2 separate regions of the Gossypium arboreum genome follow, and region 2 is linked to region 1. A link is a contact called in public Hi-C data. All regions are on one chromosome and are shown on one strand. The core of a region is the stretch at or near the end of the contact, and the rest is flanking DNA. Distances in the headings are between cores, read along the strand shown.

Region 1 (6,691 bases), core at 1,248-3,747:
GTTTATATCATTATATATTGTGTTTATAAATTTTATTGCATGTTATACCATACATTATTCTATATATTACATTTATTTTATTATAAAATATACATTATCTTATTACCTATTAATTATATATGTTTTCAATTTATTATTAAAGGAATATATGTAATATCAATATTTAGTACATTTTCCATATGTTAAATTATTGTATCTTATAATATAATTTATATGTATATATCATATTAAAAAAGAGATACTCATTTATCATTCTTATATTATTCTTAATATTTTTAAATATCCTTATTATTATCTTATTTAATTTACCTTTAATAAGTTTATAATTTATTTTTATTTTTTAGTATTATTTTAGTGTGTTAAATTTTTATAGATTATTTGTTATTTTATTTGTTTTACATATTTGCATGGAAATTAATTATTTATGTTGATTTAAGTTACATTTGCATTATTGCATATATATTATGCAATTTATATTACTGTGTTCATTATGCCTATTGTTGTATTTTGCATGTAGTGACAATGCATGTATATTTTATATTATCTATGATCATATATGTGCAAAATGATAACATATTGTGTAATTTATGTCCTTATTTTTCATCTTTATTATATTTGCATGGAATGTTAAAATAGATATCATGTGGGTTAATTTATTTAATATTAATCCTTTGTAATATGTTAAATGCATCATCACTTTAAAGAATTTTTTTTTATATATTTCATTTGATTTAAAAAGATTTTTTTAAAAAGGATAAGGCAATGTTTTTGCTAGTTAGGAATTCGGGAAGTAGTGCCCTAACATGCTGGGTTGCAATTTTCCGTTTGTTTAAATGCCTAAAATACCCTTCTAAACGATTTTATAAATTACGAGGTGACTTCAGTTACAAGAGTTTTAGAATATTGTGTCTTATCATGCTGGATGTGATATTCGTATTCTTTTGGAGCGAAGAAATCTCGGTTTTCAATTCGAACTATTTTAATTTCAAAAAGGATCATATTTTTAAATACTTTCAAAATTCTAGCATTAAAGACGGAAAGTTATTCAATTTGGTATCAATTTTTTTTGGGCGTTACGAGGGTGCTAACCCTTCTTCGTATGTAACCGATTCCCGAATCCGTTTTCTTGATTTCATAGACCAAAGCAAATGATTTCAAGCAAAAAGTGGTTTGAAGGTGGTTCAATCACACTTAAACTGATTGGTGACGACTCCTATTTTTTTCATTTTTCAAAAAGTCGAACCCGGTCTTTCCAAACTCGTTTTAAAAGGGTTTCGACAGTGCTCTGATGGCATCTCCCATTTGTACCGGATATGGGGACAGGTGAGGGGGTGTTACAACTTATATATATGAATTAGTACACTTTATATTTGACCAAGCTTGACATAGTTCGAAACAGGAGTCTAAATTTTGCCCAAGCTAATCTATTTTTATAAATGGCTAATCAAATCCATTTTAAGTCTACTCATTTTATTTTAAATTTAATAATTAATAATTTAGATATATTTATTTTATTAAAATTTCAAATTTAGAAACTTAACATATTTTTAGTTTTTGGAAAAAATATTTTTAAAATTTTGTAGTATTATATAAGTAATTTTATGGGATATAAATTATAATATATAATATATAAAATAAAATAAAAATATATTACACAAGTATAAAATGGACAGAGTCAAGTCAAGTTTAGGCCTTAAATATTGAAACCTAAATCAAACCTATATTTTAAACATGTCTAACTTTTTATACACAAGCTAATTTTTGGAACTTCAAACTTTTGTTAAAATTTTCTTATATATCCAACAGTCTTTAAGACTTATATAGATAGTCTACAACAAATATCAACAAACAAATATTACTGCATAAAAGATTAATACGAAACTTAGCACAAATACTTTTCATTCTTTTATTCTTTTTCCTTTTATTTCCCTTTCTGTCATCTTTTGATGTCTTTCTTCGTTTAAATATGCTCATATCTATGTACTTTTTCTTTTTGGAATTTAAAAATATTTTTAGCATTCCAATTGTCTAATTCTAAAAATAAAGTCCAACTAATAACAACATTAATCGATTTTCATTAAACTTGAATACATGGGATTTTAATATTTAAAGTTGTAATTTAAAATTATAATCCAATTGATAATATATATTCAATTTACCCTACTCTCGTTCTTTCTTTGCATAATTTTAATAAACATAAAAAGAAAAAAAAAAGGGTGAATTTTCCAAAAGGTACTATTTATTCATTTTTATAAAAAGAAATGGTCAGTTTTCACCGAATTGGTGTTAGGTTACTGTGACACCAAATTGTAAAATAATGAATATTTGGGGGTCAATTTAGAAATAATAGATATTGAACAAATGATAATGATTGCTTATCCAAAAGAGTGTGTTGCCACGCGCGGGGATGGGAGAAAGGGGCATCTGAGAACTGTTGGGAACAGATGATCGTATGGGAGAGGACGCGTGGAACGTGAGATAGAAGGGGCGAATCTTTGGGATAGATTTGTGATGTGACGAGGTAAAAGCTGATTGGTTATATTTGTGTCCGAAAGGATCTGTCCTGTCCTGTCCTGTAATTTAGCAGCTGTGTCGTCCAATGAAAGGTTTAGAATTTGCAAAGGTCCAGTTCACTCTTTCTTGTCATTTTTTGCTGGTCAAACGTGGCATCATCAAATGTTTATTCCACTATTTTTTTTTAAAAAATAGTTAATTTGGTTTGTTTGTTTTGCCCAAAATGGTTGGTATAGAAATTATTTTCTTATGTCATTTTAGGAAAATTTATTTTGGTTAATGAAATATTTTTATTTACAAAATATATTATTATTTGTTGCAGCGAAATGTACACAATTTATAAGTCTATTTATATATTTAATTTGCCTATGCAATTAAAAATTTCATTGTCAATCTACTAAAAATTATCTTATTTAAAAATCTAAAAATTAAATAAATATTATTTTTCCCCAAAAACATTTACTGTTTTAAAAAATCATAATTTGAAAGGCCAAAATTTGTAATTAGTTTTTAATTTTAGAAAATTTATTTTAGTATTCGCATGAGTTTTTCTTAAATTATTATGGATTTAAATCTCATCATACGTTAGTTTAATCTAAATTCATTCAATTTATATTTGAGTGTATTTTAATTTTTAATATTATAATTCTAATTAATTAAATATAAAATCAAACGCATATTCAATAATATTAAAACACAAATTTATTACTAATCTATCAATATTAGTTTTAATAAAAAAATTTAATAAAATTGTTCTTTCTTGCAAAATCTAGTAATATATCCTGGTTAATTTACCTAAATAATTTTAAAAAAATTAAATCTTGAAATAGGTTGTATCTTTGGATTATATACGAAAATAGTATGTTTTTTTGGGTCGCGCCTATCTGACAGGCGTAACCACTTTTTTTTTATATTAAGATATATTTTTTTGTTTTTTTAAATAATTATTTTATTGGTGGCGCCTTTCTCATAGGCGCCACTGCTTGTATTTTTTTCCCGGATCAGTATATGACTTGTGTAGGGATACAAAAAACGATATAGGGTAAGTGGCGCCTATCTGGTAGGCGCGACTGGTGCTTAATTTTTCCCTTATATATACTCCCCCGAAAATCAAATGAGCAGAAGATATACACAAGAGTTAGCAGAACAGAACTAAGAAGATAAGTAGAAGAAAGAAAGAAAGGAAAACAAAAAAAAAAAAGAATAAAGTATTTTAGTTCATTTCTTTTTAAATAGAATGTAGAGTTTTGTTAGTAATTTTATTATTTAAAAGTTATTTTGTTAGATTATTAATTTTGTTAGTTTCTGAATGAAAAATTTTGCATTAAAAATTTTATGTAACTTTTTTGCTATTCGAAACTGTTTTGAGAATTTTAAATTTTTTTTAACAGATCTAGTATTGAAAATGGAGAATCAATTTTTGGTATGCGTTTATTTCGATGAAGAAATTTTGACAACAACCATGGGATATATATTTGAATGTCGCAAACAAGTAGTAATGAAATTTAATAAAAATATCTCGTTTGATGATATGAAGAAAAGAATTAGTGAAAAAATTTATAGACGTTGTTGGAGAAGGATCTCAAAACTTTTCTACAAGTTTCCAGTTTCAACGGATCCCATAAAATTCACCGAAATGGAACTTGTAGACGATGAAGATGTGGAGACAATGGTCGCTCTTTATTGTGGGACTCAGAGCAACCAAAATACACTGATTCAATTATTTGCTGAGTTAGCTGGTGTGGAGCCAACTAAAGATCCCACTTCATTAGGTGAAGAAGATGGAGCTCAAGTGCCGTGTATGGTGGCTCTGATATCGTACGTTGATAGTCAATCAACTATACATAGGATCGACATTGATATTAATGTTGCACCCGAGATTAATGTGGTTGGTGATAATGTATACCATAGTAGTGATCCTTCTAATCACGAGGTCTATAGTGATAGTGATCCCGATGTGGACGAGGTACTAGATGATATTGACGACGAAGGTGTGAATGACGATGGAAATGTTAATGTGTCTTCAATCGGGAACCAGATTCGTCGTATTGTGATACACAATAATCTTGAGACATACATATCTCGGATAGACCCCGATGTGGTGCACGCGGCTGAGTTCTTGGAGTACCCTGAAATACTACCTGCTCACTGGCTGGCTATAGATTCCGATCTTGAGAAGTTGTTTGTAGGCCAGAGATTCAAAAGTAAGGAAGAATGCGTATTTTCCATTAAGCGATATAGCATGAATATATCAGTGGACTACAAAGTCACCGTGTCTAAACCGACATTATATATTGGGGAGTGTTTGCGGAAGGCTACAATTGGCGGATACAAGCTACATATATCCAGAAATCACAGATGTGGGAGATACGAAAATTTATTGGGTCTTGCACATGCACTTTAACACGTATGACAAAAGATCATCGAAAACTTAATTCCAAAACTATTTGTACGTGCATCATGCCAATGGTGAAAGACATGCCGACTATTAAAGTTTTAGTACTGATTGTCGAAATGCAGGCACGATTCTAGTATCGAGTATCATACTGGAAGGCATGGATAGCTAAACAGATGGCAATGGAGTAATTGTACGGAGATTTCGATACATCGTACAATGAGTTACAGGGATGGATAGCCGTTATGCAGGAGTACGTGCCAGGAACTATCATTGAGTTCCAGACACGACTTTATTACGGCCCAGATGACCAACTACAACCGGAAAAAAGAATTTTTCAACGGATGTTCTAACGTTTGATCCATGCGTGTGTGCATTTCCCCACTGCAAGCCGTTTGTGCAAGTAGATGGGACATGACTATACGGTAAATATACACAAATCCTACTTCTTGCAGTTGTTTAAGATGGGAATAAGAACGAGCTCTCAATTGCGTTTTCTATCGTAGATAAGGAGAACATGGAGTCGTGAGAATTCTTCCTTACAAACCTGCGGAGGTATGTTATTAGAAATGATAATATTTGCATTATCTCCGATAGAGAGAAATGATTAATTGACGCAATTAGGCATTTCAGTGTACCATGGAGATCTGTTTACTGTATCCAGTACATCATGGCTAACTTTCACAGAGATTATAAGAATGCAGACTGGCGGAGACAAGTTGTGAGAATGGGTAAAGAATAACCTTATCCTTTCAATATATAACCTAATATTTTAGGGTGAGACTGTAACTTATATTTTTTTAATACATACACAGCGTACGAGCTAAAGTCACACATTTTTTGGCAAAGGATGACTTGACTTGAGTGTGACCTGGAAGGTCAGACGAACACATCTTTTCAAAAATGGTTGGGTACCATAGAGCCGTGGCAATGGGCTCAAAGTTTCGACGAGGGCTTTCGCTATGGTCATATGACCACTAATTTGGCAAAGGGGATTAACTCCGCTTTGTTAAAAACACAACATCTTCCGATTTTATCTATCTTCTCGACTACATTCTACAGGTTGGCTACCTTGATGCCAAGAATGGGGTAGCACCAAATCAACCAGATGGAGCCGGGACACGTGTTTGTCGAATATGTCAGGAATGCAATGGATGCGAACTGGTAGATGGCGAAGTTGATGAATGTAGAAGTATATTCACGATGTAATAAAATGTTTCGGGTTACAGAGACCATCAATCATTGACTCGGTATACTATCTAGGTCTTACGAAGTTGATCTTCGAAACAGACGATGTAATTACATAAGGTTCCAAACACTTCATTATCCCAGTGCACATGTCATGGAAGCTTGTGGTAAATTTTCACTCCATGTAAAACAATTTATCGATGAAGTGTACACCCTTGAGTACAGGTTGCGTTTATGGGAGAACGAATTCCCCGTGCTTATTGACCTATCTATATGGGAGATTCCTCCGACGACCTTCGAGCTTGTCCTAGACAAAGGGTTGCGCAGGAACCCGAAAGGTCATCCGCAATCATCCAGGATCTATAACGAAATGGAGATTAGAGAGAAATTCGATCGGAAGCTGTGTGGCGTATGCAGATTAGCTAGTCATAATCGGAGTAAATGCCCGCTCCGAAACTACCATGTTAGACAATCGTCGCTATCGTGTAGAAATTGAGATATTGTTCATTATATGTTGAGAGGATTGGATCTAAAAGTTGTCTAGAATTTGTTGTAGTTAATCTAATTTGAATTACAAAGTTAGTCTAAAGTTTA
Region 2 (6,691 bases), core at 2,553-5,052, 110 kb before region 1:
GGTGCACCACCTGCGTAGCTAACCCTGCTCCGCTTCTCTTCACCGTTCATCTCTCTGACGCCGTTTAAACCACCTCCAGAATAGAATCAAAGCTTCGCTTCCCTTCTTGTCGCTTCCCACCTGTGTAGCTAACTCTGCTCCGCTGCCCTTTTTTTTTTTTTTTCCAGAGGGTTTTGGTTATGAGAAGCGATAATCATAGCGGCAAATTAACAGAGAAGCAACACGTGGCTAGGGCAAGAAAGGAACAGCTGAGTGTTTTGATTGGTCGAAAGTTAAGAGGTGGAACCCAAATGAAAAGTAAGAGGGTCCACAGACAGAACCAATGGGAAGAAGGCTAGTGTACACCACTGCCGAAAGAGAGGGACACGTGGGCATTGTCTAGAGAGCAGAGTATTTTTCTACTGTTGAATGAAATGGAAAAGAGCACAAAAGGGGGAGGTTCGAGAAAGTGGACACGTGGTCCTTGTTCATTAGCTTTCTACCTCTAAATTCGGTGCCTATTGTTTCATATCTTAATGCCTCCACTCGCCACTTCTCGCCGTGATCCCACCTTCCTTCCAACTAATCACAGTAGTAAATTTTCAAATCTCTTTTACAAATTTACTATAAAAATAAATTTATAACCAAATTATTAAAAAATTCAACAAAAAATGAATTTTTTTAACAATTGTTAGAATTATAATTACACCTTGCAATTAAAGAAATTGCAATTCCTTCACCTCAATAAAACCACTAATTATAATAAATAGCTAAACACATGTAATTACTAACTTTTATTCATAAAATAAAATTTATTTTTAAAGCTATAAAATTATTAATTTCACGTTCTTTAAGGTTATTATATATATAAAATAATATTTTATATATTTAAAAAGAAACAACTAAATATATATATTTGAAAAGTTTATGTATGTAACAAACCTAATAAGAATTAATAAAATAATTTTCACTAAAAATAAAAGAATCGAAGAGGAATATCTATGTAAAGTTGGAAGTGAATAGTTAAATGGAGTGAGGTCACTTGCCAAAAAATGGCGCGTGGAAGAGTTGATATAATGAAAGGAAACAAGAAAGTAGGAAGAGGGACGCGTGGCGGATTCGATAAAGATGTGAATGGATATTATGGGTTAAAGATTTGTGACGTCATCCGATTTTATTTGAAAGGTGTTCGCATTATGGGATGGGAAAACGGGTTGGTTGGGGATGTCTGCTGTTGCCACGTGCTTATTTCATAATTACTTTCAGATTATTTTAATAATAACATTGTTTTTTACTACAAGAAACACAGTTACTATTAAAAATGCCTTCCTAAAACAAATTCTGTGATTGCTTTTAATTTTAGGCATCGTATTTTAGGATCGATTCACCTTAAAGTTAAAAACTTAAGAGTGACTTGAGATACTCTTTTTTTAATTCAATCATTATATTAGCTAAGCTATAAATAATTTTTGTTTTTAAATTTACAAGGATTTTCTTACGTTTTATTGTTTTATTTATTTATTTATTTAAAACAACATAAATATACTTTATGCTATTTAATACATAAAAATATATGCATTGATTGAGGTTTCATTTTTATTTTAGATTTGTAAATGTGTGACATATTAAAAATCATAACTATATTTAATACAACATTAATTTCAAATAATGTATTTAATATATCTCTCTAAGATTTATTTCCTATGGAAAGGGCCTTCCTTTTCTGGTCCATGAAATGGTCTATTTATAAGCATTGATTGATTGTACTTAAAAACACTTTTACATTAAAAATTAGCTTCAATGTTTTATTAATTGCATTATTCTTCCTGTTATTTTTTTATTTGTTAATGTCTTCAATTTTACTCATATTTTTACTTGGTTTTTTATCAATAATTTATATTCGAATTTATCTTTTATTTTATTTTTGGTTACAAGTCTCAATTTTTTTTAAATGTTATATGAAATTATAAGTAATAATAAAGTTAACTAAATGGTTAACCTTATATGGTCAAACCCTATCCCTATGTGACTCATGTTTTTATCTAAATAAAGCTTTTATATGGTCTTAGATTGTCAATGTAAACACGACTCCTAAAAAATAATGAATCCCCATTAGAATTGAAAGACTAAAACCTACCACGTTATTATTTGTTAGTATATATTTGATTTTTCTCTTTATTTTTTTCCCCTTACCAATACATTATCAATCTCATTCCCTCCCTCCTAATCTGATCTTTTATAATCCATATATATTAAAGAAAAAAAATACTTTATTTAACCCTTATTGTTGTTGTATAATTTGTTTTGAAAAAAAAAAAAAAAAGGAGTTTAAATTACCTGCAAAAACTATGGGAATGGTTTGGGTTCCCATTGTTAGAGTCCCAAACTGAGAGCAGCCTTAACATCGAGCCTCCATGCAAATCCGCCAAAGCTCATCTTCCACACATCGCAAGGAACCATTTTCGATTGCTTTTTCTTTCCCTTTCCATCTCCGTACCGTAACCCTACCCGGCACGAGAATGCACCCTGTGGGAATTTAAACCCTTCTTTCACCACCAACCCCACCGCGGTTTCAGCCCCTTCTCCGCCCACCATGCTCTTGAACGCCTCGTTCACCCACAAAACACGGTGCCAACCGTCCGATATGAACCCTGGATACGTGTCCTTATCCAGATTCCTCATTCTATCCACGTCCGTACAGCTCCCCATGTCTCCTTCATCCATGCAGCTGTCTGTTATGCTCTCCACCGTCACCCATGACTCCACAACACTCACTTTCCTCCCCGTCGCCTGATCCGACAACCCCATCACCGCAGCCGCCACTTCTTGATCTGTTGCAACCATTTTCTGCAACTTCAAGCACAGCAGCGGCGGGTCCTCATGAGATTGATGATAATCATCACCAACCGTCCGATCGAGATCATGATCACCAGCCCCTGAGCTATCAACAACCGCTGATTTCTCTAGATCAGCTCTCTCAGGCATCAACTGCAGGGTTACGGAACCCTTATTTCCATCCTTATCGTCTTTAGCTTCATCCAAGGCTCTTCTTCTCCTATTATTCTTCGCACAAACCCTAACGTATTTTCTCTTCACTCTCATGCTTGTAACACCTGAGTTCTTGTTACCAAACGTCGACTCACCGGAAGCTGAGTCTCCGGTCACCGGTTTTGGAGCAATCGGCCTGAATCTGAGCATTATCCGGTTGATTATCGTCTTATCTTGTACACCCCCAGCGCATTTTAGCATCCTCCATTGATCCCCGCCCTCCATTCCTCCTTCCAAAAAAATTAAAAAAACCTAACAAACCCTTCTCTCTCTTTCTCTCTCTTTGTTTTATCTTATCTTCGGATTTTATTTTATCTTTGTATTCTTTTTTTTCTTTTCTTTTTTTTCATCTAAGGGCAAAGGCTTTACCGGAGGTGAAGCGATAATCATAGCGGCAGCAATCGTGTCCAAGATCAGAGGAGTACACGTGTCCTACTGCGAAACTTGAAACAGTGACGAGATTTGATTGGCCGAAGCCCAATGGGGCCGTAGCAAAAAAATAAAGTTTCCTGTTTTGGCGTGTTCGAAGCCTGTGATTGGCCCATCCTGTTAGCCAACAAAAAATAAGGACGTGTCGAGAACTGCGTAAAAGACGGATACACGTGGCCGTACCTCGGGGGGACGGCATAAATATTCTGTTTGAAGTGGAGTGGGCTTTTAATTTTTTTTCCGCCTTTTTGATTTTTTTGGTTTTTCTAAAAAAAATGTATGAGGTAGGTTCCTGATTATGCAACACGTGTAATAGTTTTATTTGTTATGAAAGAGAAAGTTCAGTTGACCGTCAGTTCCACTTTTCTGCACTGGAGCGTGTGATTGCCAACCTTGATATTTTCCCAACCCTACTGAACAAAATAATCATTATTTTATCTATAAACGCCCATTTCTAATTTTATTTATAAAAATAGGTTAATTTTTTTATTATTTATCAAAAAGGTCGAAAATAATAAAATATATTCACGTAAAAGCGTTTTTAGGTAAAATTTTAATAAAACGCGCCTTTATGGGAGTGATTTTGTCATGTCAGAATAAAACGTGAAAAACAAGCTGATGTTGGAGTTCTTTTGTCCGTTCTTAGATTAAATTTTTAAAAATATTATTTTTTTAAATTATAAAAATAGATCAATATTTTAAAAATTTAAGAGAATAATCTTTTATAAAGACCCAAAGTGAAAACATTATTCTTTTCTTATTTTAAGGTGTCACCAATTAATATGGAAATAAAACTTATAAAGCATATCTTTATATAAACCCAAAGTCTTATTTCCTTTATTTTTTTAAGCAATGTGTGATATGAAACATGTGTATATATAAACTCATGAATAGGTTTACAGCTTGTTCCTAAACAATGTGGGGTTCCTTCATCTTTTAACTAATAACATAATATTAAAGAGTACACTATATTTTATATTTTTTACTTATAGAATTTAATTTTTTTACAAAAGTTAATATTTGTTATATTATAAATAAAACTTTTAAACTCTATAAGTAAAAAATTATAAAATATAAAATGAGTATGGTAAAATATTAAAAATAAATATTTAAAAATTACTAATAGTTGAGTGATCATTTTATAAATTTTATAATTCGATAGTCAAAAATTATAATTAAGTGACTACTAATGTAATTTAATCTAGATATAAAAATATGAAAAATAATTATTATATTTTATGTATATCATATATTTTCATAAAAAACTTATTTAATAGAATTATATACTATGTTTAAATAGATTATTTATCTAGTCAAAATACATATGAAATAAATTTATCAGCATTCATTATGTGATAAAAATTAAATTAAAATTAGGATTAAAAATTAATGAGTATAGTAAAATATTAAAATAAATAAATATTTAAAAAGATATATCAATTTTAAAATTACAAAAAATACTATTTGAGTACCAGATACTCACCATTTATTTGTTAATCAAACATTCATAATATAAAATAAAATATAATAAAAAATTAAAAGTATAACTTCTAAATTTAAATAATAAAAATTATTTTAAAATTAGAATTGCATGGATATTAACTTCAAACATTTCAAATTGAATAGAGGATTATTACATGTACAAGTTTTATATGTGTAATTTATTTATTTTTTAATAATCCTTTTGTATATGCGAACAATTCTAAAATGCAATAATTAAATATCTTAAAAGATAATTTTATAATATGAGAAAATGTTAACAAAATATAAAAAAATAGAAATTGTTTTGTAAAAAATTATAAAATATAGTGTAGCCTTTAATATTATGTCGTTAGTTAAAATATGAAAGAATTCCATATTATTTAGGAACAAGCTGCAAACCTATTTATGAGTCTATATATAGACATGTCTCATAACTCATATCTCATATCTCACATTACTTAAGAAAACAAAGGAAATAAGACTTTAAATCTATATAAAGATCTGCTGTGTAAATTTTATTTTCATATGAATTGGTGACACCTTAGAATAAAAAAAAATAGTGTTGCCATTTTGGGTCTTTATGAAGGATTATTCTCATAAATTTTCAAAAAAAAAGGTCTATTTTATATATTTTTTAAAAATGACATTTTTTGAAAATTTAATTTGAGAATGAGAAAAAGTGCACATGCGTGCTGACATGGGATAAAACACTTCCATGTCAGGGCATTTTGTGTTGATATGACAAAATCACTCCCCTAGAGGCGCGTTTTACTAAAATTTCACCCAAAAAGGCTTTTACGTGGACGTGTTTTATTATTTTCGGCCCTTTTCGATAAATAATAAAAAATTGGCCAATTTTCGTAAATAAAGTTTGAAAATTGGTCTTTATAGGTAAAATAGTCCAAAACAATATTGTATTTATTTATTATAGAATAAATTATTTTTATTTTTAATTTTAATTTTTATTATTTTTCAAATTAAATTGAGATTCAGTAACTTTAGTTATGAGTTTTAGGTTATTTAGATTTTATTACAAAGGAAAAGCATGTGAATTTTGTTCTTTTTAAGTTAAAAGAAATAAAAATAAAGTTAAGGGTGAAATATCTATTGTTAACTCTTGTGGTTGAGTGGAATTGAGAAGTTAAGTTTGTGGTAGAATTACGTTTCACCCACTATGTGGATTATATATATATTTTTTATATCTCCTACGCATACGAAGGAGTGCTGTTTAGTTTTTACAAAAACAATAAATAACAAAATAATCGAAAGTGAAAAATATGGGGTAGGATTAGGGACAGTGGGTGGTTAACTATAATATATTAAATTAACATATATATTATTAAAATTTTGATTGAGTTTATCATCTACCATTGGGATCTTAATTCAATTATAATATTATTGAAAGTTTATTTTATTTATAAAACAATAAATATTATTTTGAGGATGTTTATATTTGTCCCAATTCAATTGTGAAAATACTAAAATTTATTCTTTTATAAAGTAATAAATATTATTTTGAGGGTATTTATGCTCAACTCAACTCAGTTATAAAATTACCAAAAACTTATTCCTTTTACAAAGTAATAAAGATTTATTTTGAGGGTGTTTATGTCATTTTATATTTTGATATATCTAGAAAAAATACATACAAATTATAAGAAACATGATAACTTTTTATAGTGAATCAAGCATTAATCATACAAAGGAAAAACCAAACTAATCTTGATATTTGAAGCAAATGATGCCCATCTTA

The links. Hi-C and Micro-C count contacts between places; a contact is called where the count stands out from the background.
Region 2: a Hi-C map of leaf shows a contact between it and region 1, with 1.9 times the contacts expected there. The contact joins the promoter of LOC108472998 here to the enhancer-like site in region 1. A contact is called at or near these places in 2 of 5 Hi-C or Micro-C datasets (both in leaf).

What each region holds. Positions count from the first base shown.
Region 1 is chr9:15,889,982-15,896,672 of ASM2569848v2, reverse strand. No RefSeq gene overlaps it. Among protein-coding and RNA genes, the nearest start is that of LOC128281257, 30 kb to the left of the region's middle. Within about 2 kb of position 2,497, at least 1 of the 2 cell types and tissues checked has an H3K27ac peak or open chromatin away from gene starts, as enhancers often do. A contact at or near this core is called in leaf, where this site is marked.
Region 2 is chr9:16,000,219-16,006,909 of ASM2569848v2, reverse strand. LOC108472998 reads right to left here and starts at 3,802. Exons shown (of 2, transcript XM_017774568.2): 1 at 2,317-3,802. The coding sequence starts at 3,252. The coding sequence ends at 2,353.